Linked DNA regions of Mus musculus: region 1 is linked to region 2. The links are chromatin contacts, called in public HiChIP or PLAC-seq maps. All regions are on one chromosome and are shown on one strand. The core of a region is the stretch at or near the end of the contact, and the rest is flanking DNA. Distances in the headings are between cores, read along the strand shown. Region 1 holds the start of Coch (cochlin). Region 2 has its middle 58 kb from the start of Coch.

Evidence for each region. HiChIP or PLAC-seq counts read pairs in DNA pulled down with a chosen protein or histone mark.
Region 1: a contact with region 2 is called in an H3K4me3 HiChIP or PLAC-seq map of embryonic stem cells, with 22 read pairs. The contact joins the promoter of Coch here to the enhancer-like site in region 2. A contact is called at or near these places in 1 of 39 promoter capture datasets (liver), 2 of 484 Hi-C or Micro-C datasets (the G1E-ER4 cell line and nephron progenitors) and 2 of 115 datasets of contacts at active chromatin or transcription factors (both in embryonic stem cells).

The regions. Positions count from the first base shown.
Region 1 is chr12:51,591,770-51,595,608 of GRCm38.p6, forward strand. It overlaps Coch (cochlin), which reads left to right and starts at 1,572. Exons shown (of 12, transcript NM_001198835.1): 1 at 1,572-1,636; 2 at 1,836-1,888; 3 at 1,969-2,022; 4 at 3,566-3,722. The coding sequence starts at 1,855.
Region 2 is chr12:51,533,403-51,537,209 of GRCm38.p6, forward strand. No RefSeq gene overlaps it. Among named protein-coding and RNA genes, the nearest start is that of Coch, 58 kb to the right of the region's middle. Within about 2 kb of position 2,044, at least 7 of the 459 cell types and tissues checked have an H3K27ac peak or open chromatin away from gene starts, as enhancers often do. A contact at or near this core is called in embryonic stem cells, where this site is marked.

The sequences.
Region 1 (3,839 bases), core at 322-2,821, 58 kb after region 2:
GGGCCTGACTGGAGGAACCTGTCCAACCCTGGCGTAGGACACACAAAGAACAATCATGAAAAGGACAGCTTTAATTGTCTTCATCTTCAATTTTTCTTCCAAGAAAACTATCAAGGATGGTTAGGTAGACTCCTGAGAAAATCACAATTCTCTCATGAAAGAGATCAAATCTTTCAAGCAGCCATGAAAAAGAAAAAGAAACACCGAGTACTTCCCAAATCACCGACCAAGCAATTTTGTCCCTTCTCAGAAGACAGCCAAGTGATAAAAGAAATGCCTGGTAAAACCACGGAGGCATTCTGTCAGCCCAGGCAAGGGCTGTTCAGCTGACGCACACTTCAGCATAGTCACACCTCCACATCATGCACTAGTGTAGGACTCCACGTACATAAATGTCCAAGTCTATAGGGAGAGGAAGTGGACTGCTGAGGTCATGTGGTGGAGAGGAAAGGGCGTGCCGGCTCTTCACCAGGAGGCATCATTTTGGATGTGATTGAATATTCTGAAATTGATCTACGGTGAGGATCATAAACTTTCTAGAAGTCACTGAATCCTGTCTTTTAAATGGATGGATTCTATGACATAAATTATAGCTGAATAAAGCTACATTTAAAACAGGTATTGTAACCAGGTGTGATTGGTCCATCCGTGGCACTGCGGAAGGCTGAGGCAGGATACAATGAATTCAAAGTCATCTTAGACTACCTTAAAACCATGGCTCAAAAAACCAAAATCAAAACAACAACAACAACAACAACAAAAACCTAAAGCAGGGGCTGTCCAGGTCTGAAATTCCTCTGCTACCTTGCAGGTCTGTCATGAACACGCCCTATGTGTTTTGTTCTTTCTCTATGCCCATCATGAAAAGTTGCTATAATTGAAATGCGGAGCACATACTACCACATCTAAAGTTCCATAGAATCACCAGATTTGAGACTAGAAACACAAACAAGGAATCTTTCCTAATCTGGAGAAAGAGGAAGAAAAAAAGAAATGTAACTATTGTCTGGAGGTTAGGAGCACTCTACAATGTACCTACTCTTTACAACAAATGACCCATCAGGGAAAACCGTTTTCCACCTGAAAATAAGTCCAGAGGCCGAGCCCCTAAGACAAGTTTTCCATAACATTTATCAAATGCTGCTTGGTTTTACTTTTAAAGTAGGCACTGTTCCCCACGGGGCGCGAAGCTGGGAAGTTTTGTTCTCAGAACCGGGTGGCTTGGCTGCTCTGCACCCTGCTGAGCCCCTCAATTCCCTCAAGGCGGCTCCTAAGACCGTCTCTGTCCAGTACCCTGCACGCCCTAAGTGTCCCTAGGCGTTTCCCCAAACGCGCTCCGACGCCTTTTCCCATCAAGTCCCCGGACACCACAGGCGACCTTCACGCCTCCCCAGAGAACCCCACACCGCAGGAAGAGGCGCCAGTCCGCTGGCCTCCCCCGGGGACCGTCGGGGGGGGGGGGCGAGGGAGGAGCTGGCCGGCCACCGCCCTACGGGGGCGGGAGGGGGAGGGCTGGGGACCGCTCCTAGCCCCTGCTGGCGCCCCCCGCACAGTGCTCATGCGCGCCGCCCGTCTTTATAGCGGCCACGGAGCCGCGCTTGCCGCACTCGGGTGTAGCCGGGCGGATCCCACGCAGGTGCGGGACCCGGGGAGGTGCATAGGGTCTGTGCCTCTGCCTGTGTGTCCTGGCGTACCCCACGCTGGTCCGAGGTGGCACAGCGCGTCTGGAGCTGCTCGAACTGCAGCGGTCGGGTTCTCCCGCCTTCGCCGGCTTCCGAGGAGCGCAGGGCCGTGCGGTCCCCGGCGAACCTCGTTCACGCCTCACTCTCCCGCAGGTCCACGGAGATCCTCGCCATGCCCTCGTCCAGGATCCCTGCTCTCTGCCTCGGTGGGTACACTCCCATCCCCTACCCCTCGCCCTCTCGCGCGGGCGGAGGCTGTAGCCACCTCGCTGTCCTCTCTCCGCAGGTGCGTGGCTGCTGCTGCTGCTGCTGCCCCGGTTCGCGCGCGCCGAGGGAGCGGGTGAGTTAGGTGCGGGAGGAGGGAGATGGGGAGGACAGGGTCAGTTCCCGCAGGCTAGGGACCTGCGTAGGGATGCGGGGCTGCAGAGGCGGAGACCCGCCCTCACCCATCTCCAGCGCAGCCCTCGGGCTTGCCTGTTTTTCCACGCCAGGGTCCCCGGGGTCCGTTTGTGCCTCCTTCCCGGGAGCACGCCACCTAGCCCCGGGACCATTCGTCCCGAGTTACTCCGTTGTTTTCCGGGCTGGGGACAACTGTTTGGTCCCAGCCCACAGAGGAGGGCTGCTCACATCCTGGTCCCACCTAATCCGATCACCTCGCTGTGCTGTGCGTTTGTGCTTGTAACCCCTTTGGAAAACAGCGTCGGCGGTTCCTATATCTATCTCCCTGGGAGCCTCAAAAGAGTTTGTTCCACGTGTAGAAGTCCGAGTGTGGTTCGGTGTCTTTTCTGCGATGTAAGAGAGTTTCGCTTCTAAAATCTTACGCTTGCTTTTCTTCAAAGTAGAAATGGTAAGTACCTTTTGCCCAACAAAGCAAGTGTTAGCAGCTCCGGACAATCTCGGTCCTGGATTCCAGAGTCGTTGTCGCCCCACTCCCACCTACCCCCACCCCCGTCGCTGAAAAGGGAAAAGATTTGGGTTATTTCATAGAGTTGCAAGGCTCCTATTTGAAGTTAGGATTTTAACCGAGCCTGAAGAATTGATATTGCACCTTGCGTCTTCCCTTTTCTTCCGTGGTCCAGGCAAGGATCCTTGGCAGAGGCAAATTACTCAACTTTTAAAACCATCCTTTCTTGCCTCGTGGGAGAGACTTTTTTTTTTTTTAAATTGGTCCGACTGACTGTAAGATTTAAGCATATTAGCAGTGCTTTCTTTTAAAAAAAAAAAGGGGGGGGGTGCTGCCTTCCATATTCCTTTGGACAGATCTGGAGGAGATACAATCAGATTCAAGTAGAGGACTAATTTCCTTGTGTCCTAGCCTTTGGGATTTGCGGCGTGCTCCGTAGGCTAATTAACTCTATGACTTTCATTTCCTCAATTGTAAAATATATGATCCAGGCACCTGTTAACTGGTTGGTTTATGTGAATGTGGGACTGTAAAGCCCTGACTGTATCAGGTAATGGGCCAGACAGCCCCCTGGGAAGGGTAGCTGAAGACGTTTGCATTTGTCTATGAAGACACTCCACAAAGGCTCAATACAGATGTACCGTCATCATAAATAACTGGAAAGAGTTCATCACAATTAAGATCTTTTTTTATTTCTAGGTCAAAGACTAATGCTATTTTCTCATTCTGATGCACTTTTTCAATTACATTTTCCAAATTGATGAAGAACTGGAAACAATGTCACATTAGATATCTGTAGTAACTTGGCCCTAGATTAAATTGGAAACCCCTTTGGGCTTGCTAATATCTAAAACGGTGTCAACATTTAAGTCGGTGTTTTGGCAGAAGTATAGAAATTGGGGGAATAAATAGAATCCCTGCAATACTTCCCCCGTAAAGCAGCCCAGGAGCTCTTACAGGACACACCCTTTCTCTTCAGTTCCCATTCCTGTCACCTGCTTTACCAGAGGCCTGGATATCCGAAAAGAGAAAGCAGATGTTCTCTGCCCAGGAGGCTGCTCTCTTGAGGAATTCTCTGTGTTTGGGAACATAGTGTATGCGTCAGTGTCCAGCATCTGCGGCGCTGCTGTCCATAGGTAAGCCGGAGCCCACGGGAAGGGCGTGGCGGTGCCAACTGGCACACGTGTGATTGTTTCCTTTCCAACTTAAGCTGTGTGGACCCCTCTCCTACCTGCTTGCTTCTTCTTGGTGCC
Region 2 (3,807 bases), core at 794-3,293:
AACACGTTATGTGTGTCTCTAGCATTAAAACTTTCACATAGTCTAATCCTGTCTCAGTTGATGTGGCATAGGAAGAAGATCCCGCACACTGAAGACTGAGGCAAGGGGACTGTGAGTTCAAGACTACCCTAAGCTTCACAGCAATTCCTGTAACAGCCAGACAAGCAAAGCAGCAACTCTCAGTTCCCCAGTGCCAGAGTAGTGACTTTTTTTCTGAACTCTACCAATCCCAACATATTACTAATCAATGTAACCAACACTGTCTACCAATAGATCACAGGTAATATTTAACAACAATAAAAAATGAGAAATTAGTACACATATCTAGATAAACATCTCTCTGCTTAGCCCAAAGCTTTTTAATGTTCAATCAGCCATCACTGAATTAACATTACTGAATTCAGCAGCTTCAGACATTATTCTAGAACTTGGGGATCAATGGTAAGTAAGGCAGAGGCTGCTCCCCCAGAGTGTGTGCTTGTTCTAGGATAGTCAGAGTGACATAGTGAGACCCTGTCTTGAAAAACCAGGGCAGGGGGAATAATAGCCAAATTAGCAAACACAAAATATACCATGGGGTGACACTTGCTTTGCTGTTAGATGGGGTATGGTATAATTCAAGGCATTCCCTGCAACTAGAGTCCAGGAGAACTTTCTGGATCAAGGACCAGTTTAGCTGGCCATCCTAACTTCTCCAAGTGAAGAAACAAATGTGTAATTTCAGTTAATTTTTGTCAATAGTAACTTAAATGTTAAAAGCCACACGTGACTAGTGCCTACTGTGAAGGGCAGCAAAGTTTGTCCAGGATCATGGTAAGAGTAGCTGTCCAGCACCAACCCACACACAAAACCCTTGACCCAAAATTTTCTCTGGCTTCAAGATATGCAGGAATAAAGATGGAGCAGAGATTGAGGGAATGGCCAACCAATGACTGCCCTGACTTGAGACCCATCACATAGGAGAGAGCTAACCCCTAACACTATTAATGATATTCTGCTATGCCTGTAGACAGGAGCCTAGCATAACTGTCATCTGAGAGGCTCCATCGAGCAGCTCATGGAAACAGATGCAGAAACCCACAGCCAAACAATAAGCAGAGCTCAGGAAATCTCGTGGAAGAGTTATGGGAAGGACTGAGGGAGCTGGAGGGGTCAAGGAATCTACAAGAAAACCTACAAAGCCAACAAAACCAGTCCCATGGGGCTCACAGAGACAAAACCACCAACCAAAAAGTTTGCATGGTCTGATCCTAGACCCCCTCTACATATGTATCAGATGTGCATCTTGGTTGTCATGTGGACCCCTTAACAATTGGAGCAGAGGTGGGAGGGGGGCTTGCCTGCCTTTGGATCCCTTTTGTCTAGCTGGGCTACCTCGTTAGACCTCGGGAGGAGAGGCGGGAGAGTACGTCCTTTGTTCTTAGTGTGCCAGGGTAGGTTGCTACCCTGGGAGGGTGTGGGGGGGAGGGGCAATAGGGGGAAATCCCCTTCTCTGAGGAGAAAAGAAGGAAGGAACGAGGTGGGAGGATGGGGACTGGGAGGAGAGGAGGAAGGGGGACTTCAATAGGGATGTAAAGTGAATAAAGAGACAGACAGACAGACAGACAGACAGACAGACAGACAGACAGAAGGCAGGCAGGCAGGCAGGTAGGCTGGCAGGCAGGCAGGCGGCAAACAAATAAAAGATGGAGAAGAGTGGCTGTCCAGACATGCTGAACCTGAGGAGGCTGCATCTAAGTTGGTGCTCACAACCACTGCAGCATCCTGCATCTGCTGACACTTGGAAGAGAGCCTAATTAGTTTGGGTTGTTACTTACAAAATACAGCTGGTTTCTGCTGGTGGGAAAGTTGGGAGTGGAGAGGTGATGATACAGAGGAGCGGGAAATGGGAAGGAGGCATCTTGGGGAACTGTGAGGTGTCAGGAAGCAGGACACAAGAGGAAGGGCTGGCCTTGGAGAGCCATGGTGAATCCCCTCACCAGGAAGCAGCAACAGGAGCACAGAAGCTGTGTGCAGCAGGCAGAGCCAGGATAATGAGGGTGTGGCAGCCCCTTGCTGTGTTCCCCACGGAGAAGAGCTTTTGGAAAGCAGGAACAGATCAGACAGGGAGGGGACATAGGAGGAAAGACAGGGTAGTGGCAGCTTTGGAGAACAGCTGTGTAACAGAGCAGCTAACAGTTTTGAGTCCCGTTTTCAAATTTGTTGTTGTGAGTTTTTCATGCTAACGCACAGTATGGCTAATTTTGATTTTTTTTTTCCCGGCAACTTTTTTTTATGACACCTGGGAGTTTGTGCTGAGAAAACACTGAGTATTGGGCTACATCCAAACCTAGCTTCTTCAGCTGATTGGGGACAGGCACACAGCTAGCATGTTTGTTGCAGAAGGAGAGCCAGAGGGACAAGGGAGTTCAGTATGTTTGCAAGGAAGTTATTACACATGAAATCTAAGTTGATTCAGGAAAGAAATGAGAGCATGAAACTGATGACAGTGAGGATGTAATAAAGCCTGCAAGTCCAAACTAAAACATGAATAGGGTTAGTGTTTGGGTTTTGTGGCTTTTATTGACCCTGACAACCTGATCCTAGAGTTTACATGAATGTACCAAGGATTAAGAACATTCAGGGGTCTGGGGCCTTTGCTCCGCGGTACAGCACTTGCCTTGAAAGGACCTGGTTTGGTTCAATCCTTGGAGAAAAAGGAAGGAAGAAGAAGGAGGAGAAGGAGGAGAAGGAGGAGAAGGAGGAGAAGGAGGAGAAGGAGGAGGAGGAGGAGGAGGAGGAGGAGGAGGAGGAGGAGGAGGAGGAGGAGGAGGAGGAGGAGGAGAAGGAAGAGAAAAGGAGGAGAAGGAGGAGAAGGAGGAGGAGGAGGAGCAGGAGAAGAAGGAGGAGAAGAAGAAGAAGAAGAAGAAGAAGAAGAAGAAGAAGAAGAAGAAGAAGAAGAAGAAGAAGAAGAAGAAGAGAAAAAGAAGGTCATGACCCAGTAAACTGATGAAGAACCAAGCTGTGGGACCCTAACAGCAGATACCAGGATTTACTTTTTTAAAATATAGTAATTATCACAACACAAAATGGATCACAGAGAAAAATGTAGTACTGGCCACACATACCAAAAAGAAGTGCACTGATTACATTTCAGGTAGATGTTGTATACACAGGGTGGGGCTGTTATACAGGCTGTGGGTCATATGGGAGTTCCACTTTAACTTGTAAGGAACTTCCATACTGCTTTACATAAAGGCTGTGACAAATTCCATCCCCAGCAACATCTTTTTGATGACAGCTATTCTAACAGGTGTAAAGTGATATCTCAATAGTTTTCTTTATTTCCCTGACAACTGGTAATGAAGAGCATTTCTCATGCACTTGGTCATTCTAACATTTGCGCATTTCTAAATCAGGTTATTTGTTTTCTCTCTATTAAGTTGTTTTAGCCTTTTTTTTTTTTTTGAGACAGGGTTTCTCTGTGTAGCCCTGGCTGTCCTGGAACTCACTTTGTAGACCGGGCTGGACTGGAACTCAGAAACCCGCCTGCCTCTGCCTCCCAAGTGCTGGGATTAAAGGCGTTCATCACCACACCCGGCTGTTTTAGCTTCTTCTGTTTGGAACATTTGCTCTTTTATCAGATATGTGCTTTAAAAATGTTTTCTCTCCGTCTGGGATAGTCTGTTCACTCTGTTCCAGGATTTGCTGGCCGTATGGAAACTTTTACATTGATATAACCCAATTTGTGTAACTGAATTCCTTTTTTCCATTTTAGTGAAAGTTTCATACGTGTACATATGGAATTTATTCTTTCTCACCCTCCCA